Linked DNA regions of Sus scrofa: region 1 is linked to region 2. Evidence: chromatin contacts called from public HiChIP or PLAC-seq data. All regions are on one chromosome and are shown on one strand. The core of a region is the stretch at or near the end of the contact, and the rest is flanking DNA. Distances in the headings are between cores, read along the strand shown.

Region 1 (5,855 bases), core at 6-2,505, 230 kb after region 2:
TTTTATCTACTGTGATTAAATCATACAGAGCAGCAGAATATGTTTTAAATTTTGCAAATTATCGAAAACTCACATGGAAAAGAAAACATAAAAGATCAAATTATGCTATTAAAAACTTATGTACTTTTTGGTACAGTAATCATCAGCATATACTTTTGATAAAGGGTTAGAACTACTGCTGAGAAATGTAGTATAAGGCCTAAAATTAAGCCCAGTATTATGTGTGCCTTGACATCTGGGGAAAAACAGGAGGACCTCGAATGGCCTAACTGCAAGTACCAATCCTCAATCTGCTCCTGCAGATAAGGTCCCAGCAGACAACCCTCTTTATCAGAGAGAAAAGGCATAGTTCCTTCCTATCCCTGAGTAGTAGGCTTCAGTTCCCTGCCAGCCTGCAGGATTATGTAGACTAGCCAAAGACATCCTCACGCTGGAACCAGGGCTCATCTACCCTCTTGATATTACAAAGATTACCTCCCATGGCCTCTGCTTGTTCACTCTGTTCCTGAAAGCAACCCCCATGTGGCCCTCTACTGTGTGCTCATCTCCTGGGCTGTTGTGACTGATAGGCTGTTTTCATTGCATCTCTCCAACGGCATGTGTTTTGTTCAGCCATCCTTAAAACCCTATGGCAGGAATCCCTTTCTCAACAACAGAGTGAAGAGGAGGCATATAAAACAAGATCTCATTTATCTGGGAAGCTCAAATTTAAGATATAATTGGGGACCAGGAAGCAAGGGACTCAATTATTTAATATATATTTTAAGCAAGCAAATAAGCTGATATATAGTCCCAACATTAGAAGGACATAAGAGAGATTCTTCATAGATCTTTTCTATTTTTATTTTAGACATAAATTTATAAGTGTGCTTATTTAGCTTCCTATCCTCCATGGACTTAAAGGGAGGAGAGGAAAGTTGGACAGTTATATTTACAACATTAAAAAAAAAAAAGGGAAGGATTTGAGCCAATCTGACAAAGACTGCAGAAAACAAAGTTCTTTTATAGGAACAACAACAACAAAAATTTACAAATAAAATCTCTTGAAAAGAGGGCCCTGAAATTCTTAGGAAATGAATTTTATTTAAGAATAACTACAGTTTACATCAAAAAACTTTTCAGATGAAAATAAAGATCAGGATTTTGAATCACTGGATGACATCAATTAAACATTTTAAAACCTCCAGACTTACTGCAACTCTACTGAGTTAAGTAACTTGGAAAAATCTTATGTATGTGGCCTGTGGAGTGGAAGATGAATTACAGGCTCTTCCACAATTTTAAGCAAACTTCCTCCATTCTTTACTCCATGGCCTATAAAGAACTCCTTGCTAGTTCACAAATTAGAAGATGAAGTGAATTTATTAAATAGTGAGAAAGGTCTTTGATGGAGAAATTAGAAGATCTGAAAGCGAGGACTTCCTCAAATTGAACTATGTGCCACTCCGGCAGTTTGCGACTGCTCAAACTACTTTGGATCAGAATCCCCACAAATACCTGAAGAAAGGGGACAGAATTCGGTTGTAAACCACTAAATCGTTCAAACAAGGGAAAGGCAGGGATACTCATCTTTCAATATCAGATACAATTGATTCCAATATTCTTAAAGAGAACTTCCCAAATACCTTCCCTAGGAAAGGATGAATGCTATCTTTTCCTTTGAGTAAAAATACAGTTCGTTTTGATAAATCTTATAGAAATTGTCTCCTGCTTTCTACCAGACATTACTTTCTTTTTGTGAACATCAGGAGATAGTCACCTAGGATCAGAGGTATCTCAAATTGCAGACAGTGATAAAAATAGTATTTTTTGTTTTTTGCTTTTTAGGGCCGCACCCGCAGCATATGGAGGTTCACAGGCTAGGGGCCAATCGGAGCTACAGCTGCATGCCACAGCGACGCAGGATCTGAGCCTTGTCTGTGACCCATACCACAGCTTACAGCAACGCCAGATCCTTAACCCACTGAGTGAGGCCAGGGATCGAACCTGAAACCTCATGTTTCCTAGTCAGATTCATTTCTGCTGTGCCATGACAGGAACTCCCAAAAATAGTATGTTAATGCTACCTGCCACAAATGATTCCTTCTGTGCTACAGGCAAGAAAGAGCAGTTGACGCCCCCTCATATTATCTAAAGCACTCTATAGCCTGAGCCTACAGATAGAAATCCGTTTCTCTACACATTTTTCAATTTGGTGATGAGAAAAGCAAATAATAGTGATGAATTATGTGGCATTTGCACATCATGTTGGACCAACATGTACAGAAGTCAAACTACCACAGTGATGGGAAGAGATTAGTCACAATACCTAGAAAGACAACTACTTGTGGCTAAATCCAGTGCCTCACTTTTCTAAAGAAGTTCCCAATTCCTTGGTTTTTTCAGTACTGCAACAGATAGAGATGGAAGATAAACACATCTGGTACAAGAAGTTGTGATCAAAATCTTTGGTATCATTATGGCAGAGAGTGATGATCCAGACAAGTATCAGTAAAGTACTCACTTACTGTTTTTGGTCTTAGGTGATCCCTCAGGACAGTATAATATAACAAGTGTTTTTACCATCCTATGCTACCTGGACCACAGATCTGGAAACTTACAATTTTATACCTACACGGCTGAATAAGACTGAAAAATTTCTCAGAGAAGAACAAAGGGAGAGCTGAATGCAAATAAACTCCACGTGCAGCTTTCTGCCTTGCAGTTCTTGATTCTGACAGTCTTTGCATTAGCGTATGGAAAGCATCTTTCTCAAGTAAAGCCAAGCTTTGTGGTGAAATGCCACAGATAAAAGTAACAAAATTCTCTTGGCCCACACTGCCTCCTTAAGATGTGTCTATTACTGGAAGAAGTGAGCATCTGGCAGTGCTACTTCAACTTTATGATCACCAGCTAGCACAGGAAAGCACAAGGTGGAGAGGTTTATCAGAGGTTGTCAATCAATTGCCAGCATAATTTATAGAAGCTGTAGGCAAAATTAATGTTACTTCAATTACCTGTGCCTATGAATTCTCCAGATTTTTCTGATGCTTTTGCTGGGCACTGTAAATTGGCAAAAATTTTTATAAATACTAAGGGAAAATCCAGGAGATTCTGTCTGTAGGAAACATTAATTCTTCAGAAAGAAATGCAGTCATGCACCAAAGTGTATATATAGTAAGCTGACAAAAAAGTTTTAAAAATTTTAAAACGCTTTGGGCAACTGAAAAAAAAGAGGTGAAAGTATAAAAAGCAGATGATGCATATCACGAAAGCACTTACACATCACAAAAAATAGCTGCATGGAACCATTAAATTTAGAGGCAAATAGCCTTGTACTCCACAGTAGCTCAAAAATATAATGCATGGGAAATATTTATACAAAAAACTAGTCGTTGCTTATCTTAAATTCAATTTAACCAGGCATCCTATATTTTATCTGAAAACTCTGCTAATAGGAGTTCCCACTGTGGTGCAATGGAAATGAATCTGAACTAGGAATTGTGAGGTTGCAGGTTCGATCCCTGGCCTCACTCAGTGGGTTAAGGATCTGGCCTTGCCGTGAGCTGGTCTGAGCAGAAGCAGCTCGGATCTGGCATTGCTGTGGCTGTGGTATAGGCCAGCAGCTGTGGCTCCAATTCAACCCCTAGTCTGGGAACCTCCATATACCCCAAGTGCAGCCTCAAAAAGCAAAACAAACAAACAACTGTGCTGACAACCCTTCTATTTTCCATATATTGGACATTTTCCGACATAGTTATCTCCTCTTTGACCAAGGCAGGAGACACTAGGGTAGAGATTTCCCAAATCTGGTCTAGTTAATTTGCTAGGAAAGCTTTTGAAAAAAATACAAATTCCTATGTTTCATTCCAGATCTACTGAACCAATCTCTACAGGATTAAAACCTCTGTATTTTTGAAAATCTCGCCCAAGTGCTTCTGATGGACTGCCAGATATTGTACCCAATTCCCTATAAGAGATTGTATATGCAAAATTTGAGGCATTTGATCTTCTGAAGAATCATAGGTTTCATCTGATTCTCAAAGAATGCAATACTAAAAAAGGTCACCGACTTAGGCACCAGCAGTAAAGTTAAAAAGAGCTATCATGAATTTTTCTACTTCAACTGCAAGAATTATCTGACATTGTTTCCCATAATTCCCTAAAAATTGCCTATGCCTTTTTGAGAGTTAAAAGTAAAATAAGGATGGAAAAAAATGCTTTCTTAAACTCTATTATTATTTAAACAGTTTATGATCAAGTGATCACTAAATGCATGGCTGTAGTATAAACCAATTTATTCTGAGTATATGTGAGAGGTAATTTGTTTTGATAAGTTTTCCTTAAGAATTTTTTCCTTTATAATTATCATTTTGAATGGTAATTAAAAACAAGGCCCATATCACTTAATCTAAAACTAGGCCATCCACTGAATTCAACATTAATTTCTTTAAATATCTTTTACCATTATTTAAAGTAGTAAGAAACCTGCAAATCCAATGTAGGCACTCATTAACTGAAAAAGTTACAAAAACTACTATCTATCTTAGATTTTCATTTTCTTTCTTGCCTCTGAATCACTTCTCTCAGCCCATAAACACTTCTAAAATTTTTCTATCTTAGAAAAAAAGTATCCCAAAAATGAGATAGTAGGAAAAAATGAAGTGGTACTTGTTCTTTCTCTCCTGCTTCGCTACTGATAGCTTCACTACTGATACTTTGATTTAAGGAATAAGAGAGAAAAGGAGAGAAACTAGAATTTGAGAATTCGAAGTAGAATTATACACCTGAAATTAACAGCACTTATGACTTGAACCCAGCCAAAACTCAGACTGGGACTTGAACCCACAGTTTTTAAATGAGAATCACTCACCCAGTGTCTGGATTACTGAGGTTCAGGTTCTTTGTGCTTCAGCACAGGAGGAATTCAGCCAGAGAAAAAGCGATACGCAAGAACTAGATTTATTAAGATAAGATGCTTGTGAGAAATGGAAGCAGGCAGGCAAGGAGGCTCTGCCCTGAGGATTAGGGCTACAGTTTTATAATCATGGGGAGTGGGAAAAGACCACCTCTTCCTCTTAGTAATTTAGTAACTCTTAAATAGGGAAGGAGATTAAGACATACAAATTTCTAGTTGTAAAATAATTGAGTCACAGGAACATAATGTGTAGCATAGGGAATACAGTCAAAAATAATCATAATAACTTTGTGTAGTAACAAATGGTAACTGGATTTATCATGGTGATTATTTTGTAATGTATAAAAGTAACAAATTACTACTTTTCAGTGTACAAATGGTACACCCCAAATGAATATAGTATTATGAATCAATTATACTTCAATTTTAAAAAGCTTAAAAATTAATTAAAAGACAAATATGGGAGGGAGAGCAATTTATAATTCCAATCTCTACTCTTATCTTTGGCGAACACTGATCCAGCATGTAATACAGTGAAACTCAATCTGGTGCACATTCAACTCATCTGGGAAGCTTTTTTTGAAAAATGCGCAGCGGCTCCAGGCTTCATCCATGAGTGAAGCCTATGCATCCATGTTTGTTTATAAACTCTCCAGTTGATTCTAATGTGCAGCTAATTGAAATCACTGATCTAATATATTCAAGGCAATCTGCTGGAATTACACAGGTGAAAAAAACATAGGACCTGCCCCTGAAGAATACAAGAAATAAGAAATTGCTAAGGAAGCAGAGATAGGCCAGGATACAAATGAAGATGAGTGAAGTCTTTGAGTCTGGTTACTGAAGTACTATGTAGCCAAGACTGAAAGGCCATTTTTGGAAGAGGAAAACATATGCATACTTTTTAGATGCTGATAATCTGGCTTTTCTCTCTCCATTCCTTGCTCCGAATTCTAAT
Region 2 (5,891 bases), core at 560-3,059:
TTTATACTCTCAAATATGAAGATACACTCCTACTCTCCAAGATGCATGAGAGAGAAATGATTTGAGAGAAATTCCACTTTAAGGAAACAGCTGAAGTTTGCTTAAATAATAAAAACATTCCCTCTCACAAGAATCACTAAATTTTTGCTTAAACTACCAACAAACTGACAAGTCAAAGCTCAGGGAATTCCAGAAATTATTTTGTTGTCTTGTTTTTATACCATTCCCCCCAAATATAACTTTCAGTTTAGTATACTAAAGTGAAAGGTCTCATTTTAAAGAGTTTTGCTAAATAAAATAAGCCGTTATTTTAAATATAAAAAAATAATTAGAAACTTATGGCTTTTACTCTCTGGAAGCAAACACCAGTGCTTCCTAAATAATTGCAAAAGACAATCTGAGATAATCAACAATAATTGTTATATTCTTAGCTGTCCTACTTCAACCTGTGCTGTAGAAAATCCATAAGATAAAACTTTTCATAGCATTAACACTAATTTAAGTCCTGTTTCCCAATTAGGACTTAAAATTATGGGGTAAATAAGCAACAGATAAACAAAAATATGTAAGAATTCTGAGGCGGAAAAAGATTACCATTAAAGGTTATTACCATTTATTTCTGGAGTTAAGAATCTACACAGGAAAGAAAACATGAGCAGTAATGAAGCTATAAGTTAATTATGGACTGTGTTCTTATGGGGAGGAAAAATTAATTAAAAAAAGAAAAGCAAAAACCAATACTTATTCTAATCTAGGGGAAAATCACATTTTGAACTGGCCTGAACATTTTCTCTGACTAATCATGTTAAAATTCTGATCCCCCAACATGTCAACCTAGAGGAAACCTTACTATGTTGGGCTTCATACTGGGATCCATGATGCTGTAGCTGCTGAGAACGCCGGTAACAGCCATCTCCAGCTTTCAGAGCCTGCTTAAACAGCTTTTCTGCTTCAGCAATTGTTGTTGCTTCCTCTTCCGCCAAGAGAATATAAGCAGTTGCACACCTGTCCATTCAGATAATAGCTGCCATCAATGACAAATCCAAGGACATTGTAATAGCTGCAGGAGTGCATGCAGAAGGGCAGGAGTTATGCCAAAACATGCAGAGTGGCCAACTGGTTCATGCATCCCTGTTTGTCGTTTTGACACAAAATAATGGTGCAAAAGAAACGTCTGTATTTTAGCTTGAGAGATAAGATGAGTAGTGTTAGGAGCATGGGGCTCACATGTGGACTCCGCCCCTTATTAGTGTGTCACTTTGGGCAAGTTATTACTCTGCCTCCCTGATGGAGATCAACATGGAATCTATTTTTCACAGTGTTGTTGTGAAGGTTAAGTAAGGTGATGCATGAAAAGTGCTCAGTACAGTAGTAGCCAGCATGTGGTCCATGCTCAATAATGTCAGCTAACAATGGCAATGATAATAGCTGTTATTAAACATCTCCTTCTGACACTCAAAGTTAGAGATACCATAAAGTTTACTTCTATTTATTAAACACAGATTCTCTTTAAGGATTTCTTCAGAATGAGAAATTCATTAAAGCAAGTAAGTTATTCATTTAAAAGCAGTGCTTCAACATCTCGTTATAGTTAGCACTGGTTATCTGTCAGAGAAGAATACTGGAAGAACCTACAGGCAGAGTTATTTCTAAAGAGCTCAAAATCAAAAGTAGCAAGCAAGAGTTAAATCTCACACCTTTAACAATAAAAGCTATCACCTGTTGCTTAGTATATATTAAGCACTGTACCAGGCACTTAACATATATCATCTCATTTAATCCTTTCAACAACTTCTTAATGTAGGAAGTCAGAGAGGAAAAACAATCAACCAACGAACAAGGGGAACTCTTTGAAAATTTAAACCTTCCAAATCATAGAACAACAACCCAACTGTCAAAGAAAGGACTATAATAAGGAAACGGTGAAGCCAGAGCAGACCACACAGGTCCTGATCTGTACAGATCCCTTGGCTTGCTTTCTCCGCTGCCTCTCTTATGGTCATTTCCATATTTATCAGAACCTCCATTAGACCACAAGAGAGAAAACAAACAGAAAGTGAAACCAAATGTTACTTTTACTACAACCGAATGTTACTTTTACTGCAATAGCCAGCTAGGAAAAGGAGGCTGAATTTACAGCTAAAGTGAGATTTGGGGTTACTAGTTAATCTTAGCCATGAGGAGGGGTCTTAAAAGTTTCTTAGGCAATCCTTCTGATTTCAGGCAGGACTGGTCAATAGAGCTTTAAACTGAAAGCAGTGAGATAGGGAGGAAAATGCCCAGAAAAAAAGCTGTAAAACCAATCACTGTGGAGGGCAGTAGCCATGGCTTGGAAAGAAAAATGATGCCGAAACTGCCCGGTGATTCACTAGAGAAAAAAAGTGGGTTGGGTATCAAGAAGCAATACTTAAGGCTTCAGGTGCAGACACATAAATATGGGTCCAGGGAAATGAAGTGAAAATTGAGATTATAGTACTGAGTGGTGGACATAGCATCAGAGGAATTAGCTACACAATTACAGTTGGTGGACTGGGAACTGAAGACAGGTTGGGGTAGCTTGCTTGCTTTGTTTATATTACAAATAGCATTCATAGGAGGAGAGGCAGAGTAGCACTACTGGCCAAGAAAACATACATCTATGTGGAAACTCATGAGTCTGGGGTAGAAACATGCTAAGAGCTTATGAGTGAAGGAGAAAGGAAAGAGCAATAGAAGTGCTAATGGTTGGGGGCGGGGTACAGAACAGACTGCTCAGCTCAATGGAAGATATAGATGATGCATCCTTGTCACAACACAATACACATACAGAAGCCAGAAAGTATGGTGATGGGGTGTCAACCATCCAGATGTCTGCTAGAAGTCTCATTTGGTTAAAAGTAGGGCCCCCAACAGGTTCTCGACTTACTTTGGTAATAATTTTATCTCCCAGATGGTAGAGGAAGCAATTAGGGGAACTTCAACTCTGGACCTAATTCTGACCAAGAAGAAAAAAATAGTTGGTGAAATGAAAATTGATAGGAACATTCAGAGAGAGTTACTATGTCATTTTGGAGTTCAGGATAATCAAAGAAGGTAAGGTGGACTTCAAAAAATTCAAAGAAAAGAGGAATGATTCAATGGCATGAGACTCAGAAGGAAAAATGGTTTGAGAGGGTTGAGCAACTTCCAAATGTCTAATCATAACTACAATCATAAATGACCCTCTCAGGAAGAAAAGAGGGGTGACATTTAAGTTACCACTATGGCTGTACAGAGATCTCTCACAAGGTTTCTCTAAAGGACATGTAAAAAAAGACAGAAAGAGGGCATGTAATGAAGGACTGTAAGAGAGTGAAATGAGCTTATAAGAGTAATGTCGGGAGAGCTACAACCCCAAATTAGCAGAAGCTTACAAAACAAAACAAAGACAAACAAAAAAATGCTAAAGACAACCAACTATTCTCTGTTTTTAAATTATGTTTAAGGCCCCCTTGCTCTCACTTCTCCAAAACCACGATAAAAACAAATAAGCAAAAAAGACAGACACACAACAACATCAAAACAAGGAACATTTATAATTAGTAGCAGCGAATAATAAAGAGAAAGCAAAATTCTCTAATTTCTGTTTTGTTCCTGGTTTCTCCATCAGGGAGAATGATTGACAAAGGGAGGAGAAATAAACTATAAATGGATACAAAGATGTAAGGTAGCAAATAACTGATCTATTCTAAATGAATGACTGTACTGGGATATGCAAATCCCAGGAAGCCAACAGATCTTGTAGGCAGGCCATGGAACTGCTCTCTGTGGATGGTTAAGGAATAACAAAGGATGGAGAGGTACTAGAAGATGAGATGACAAATGTAGTAAAAAATGTTCAAAAAGGGGAAGAAGGTAGACTTCCCAAATTACAGAACATTGATTTTGAAAGATATTCTAATGGATTATTAAAGGAATAGTTTCAGGTTGTGCTAGCTTAACATATTCTAAGGGATTTTATTGTACCTTAAAGATCCATAGCTACAACTGGCATTTTTAAGATCAAAATGCAGATATATGGGCTGAATCACAGTGTAATTAGGTAGCTTAGTAATTGGTTGAACGATAAATACCAAAGGATGATGATTCATGAAGACATGACCCTGGAGGGTGGTTTCTGTATGTCATGACATAGGGTTCTATCCCTAATCCTAATACTTTTATCAGGAACATAGATGACACACAGAAGGCAGGCATATCAAATTTGTAGATGACAAGAAACTGAAAAATAAATATGTTGCATGACAGAATCAGAAACCAAACAGATCAACAGGTTACATTGGCAGGATTTCCAACTCTCAAGTGAATCTTTTCACTAAGACCTCCAAAGATTCTCTTTCTTCAGAAAAATCATAAAATAGTTTAACAATGACCACTTGGCAAGGACAGTGTCGAGGTGATTCAAGCACCAGATGGGTGTTAGAGCTAAATGACCTTTAAGGTCTCTGCCAACCCTGAGCTTTTATGACTCCAACTTTAAGGATCTTTCTCACTTTCTGAGATCTCCAGATGAGACTCCCCAGCCTCCCTTGGTGGCCCACAGAATGTTCAACAGCACTAAGGACAGCATTTCCTCTTATCTTTGCCTTAATCTTGAAATATTTTTAAAGTGTAATTTCTTCACTTTATGTTTTTATTATGTTTTCCCACTAGCACAAGTTCTACCTAGAAAATGCGATGGCACAGATGAGCATTCTATATCTGGAAAATTTTCCTAATCAAGATGTTTTAGATATGTAAAGCACTTACTTATTTTATGTCCTCACAATATTCCATGACTGGCCCTTGAAGAATTTAATTTAGGGTCATAGAAAAGGTGCTAAATTGTTCTATAAAATGACTAAAACTATCTTCGCGTGGAAGTCCCTTATAAAAATACTTTTAATTAGTTAATACTTCCTCAGAATAATCTTCAAGTTTGAATGCATAGTATTCTACGAATGGCAACTGTAAACATTCAGCAAAGCAAGATTTTTCCCCACTTACTCATTTATCTCTAAGGCTTCATGAGCTGCAGAAATCCTAGCTTGGGGGTTTCTCTCTCTCCAGGCTTTCTGCATTACTATTTTAGAAAAAGAGAAAAAAAATAAGTCAATAATTAGGAAGACTCAGTACAGGACAATACCTAAGTGAATAGCTTCCAGCTTGAATTACAAGAGAATATTTCACTTAACCAAGAGGGTCAGCCCAAATCTCCAAAGTCACATAAATATATTCTAATTTGTTATTCCATTGCCCTTCAGTTGCTGATATCAAATCTTTCTTATGCCCATCAAATCAGAGATCTAATATTTCATAGACTAACCCATAATCTATAATCACAAAGATTTAATTTTTTTAAATTTTATGACCAAACCTGCAGCATGTGGAAGTTCCCAGGCCAGGGATTGAATCCCAAGCAGGAGCTGTGACCTACACTTCAACTGTGGCAACACCAGATTCTTTTAACCCACTGTGCTGGGCCAGGGATCAAACCTGAGCCTCCGTAGTATCCCAAGCTGCTGCAGTCGGATTCTTAACCCACTGTGTCATGGTGGGAACTCCATAGAGACTTAATCTTGATTAGGATTTCTTAGTCAAGAAAAGGCATTCTAACAGAGGTTTGATATTTCTTTTTTTTTTTTTTTTTTTGGTTTGATATTTCTTTTGCTCATTAATATCTTTGTTGTTAGAAATATATATATATTATTTTATACATTTTGGGATACACGGCTACTAATTTCTTATTTCTACTTAGATACAACACAATTTTTACTGGTCATTTTCCCAAACACTTGCTGCAGGCTCTGGATATAAGAACATTCTAAAACCATTTGAAGAATTATGAGTTTGATCAGAAAAAAGTGCTTTAGGCTCTTGCTTAACATGTGTAC

Evidence for each region. HiChIP or PLAC-seq counts read pairs in DNA pulled down with a chosen protein or histone mark.
Region 1: a contact with region 2 is called in an H3K27ac HiChIP or PLAC-seq map of alveolar macrophages. The contact joins two enhancer-like sites. A contact is called at or near these places in 1 of 5 promoter capture datasets (fetal liver), 2 of 47 Hi-C or Micro-C datasets (heart right ventricle and skeletal muscle) and 2 of 2 datasets of contacts at active chromatin or transcription factors (alveolar macrophages and skeletal muscle).

The regions. Positions count from the first base shown.
Region 1 is chr18:29,349,391-29,355,245 of Sscrofa11.1, forward strand. The region is part of intron 1 of CAPZA2 (capping actin protein of muscle Z-line alpha subunit 2); the gene reads right to left. Among named protein-coding and RNA genes, the nearest start is that of CAPZA2, 13 kb to the right of the region's middle. Within about 2 kb of position 1,256, at least 4 of the 83 cell types and tissues checked have an H3K27ac peak or open chromatin away from gene starts, as enhancers often do. A contact at or near this core is called in alveolar macrophages, where this site is marked.
Region 2 is chr18:29,117,307-29,123,197 of Sscrofa11.1, forward strand. It overlaps ST7 (suppression of tumorigenicity 7), which reads right to left. Exons shown (of 15, transcript NM_001123198.1): 6 at 5,005-5,080; 7 at 851-1,005. Among named protein-coding and RNA genes, the nearest start is that of ST7, 170 kb to the right of the region's middle. Within about 2 kb of position 1,810, at least 13 of the 83 cell types and tissues checked have an H3K27ac peak or open chromatin away from gene starts, as enhancers often do. A contact at or near this core is called in alveolar macrophages, where this site is marked.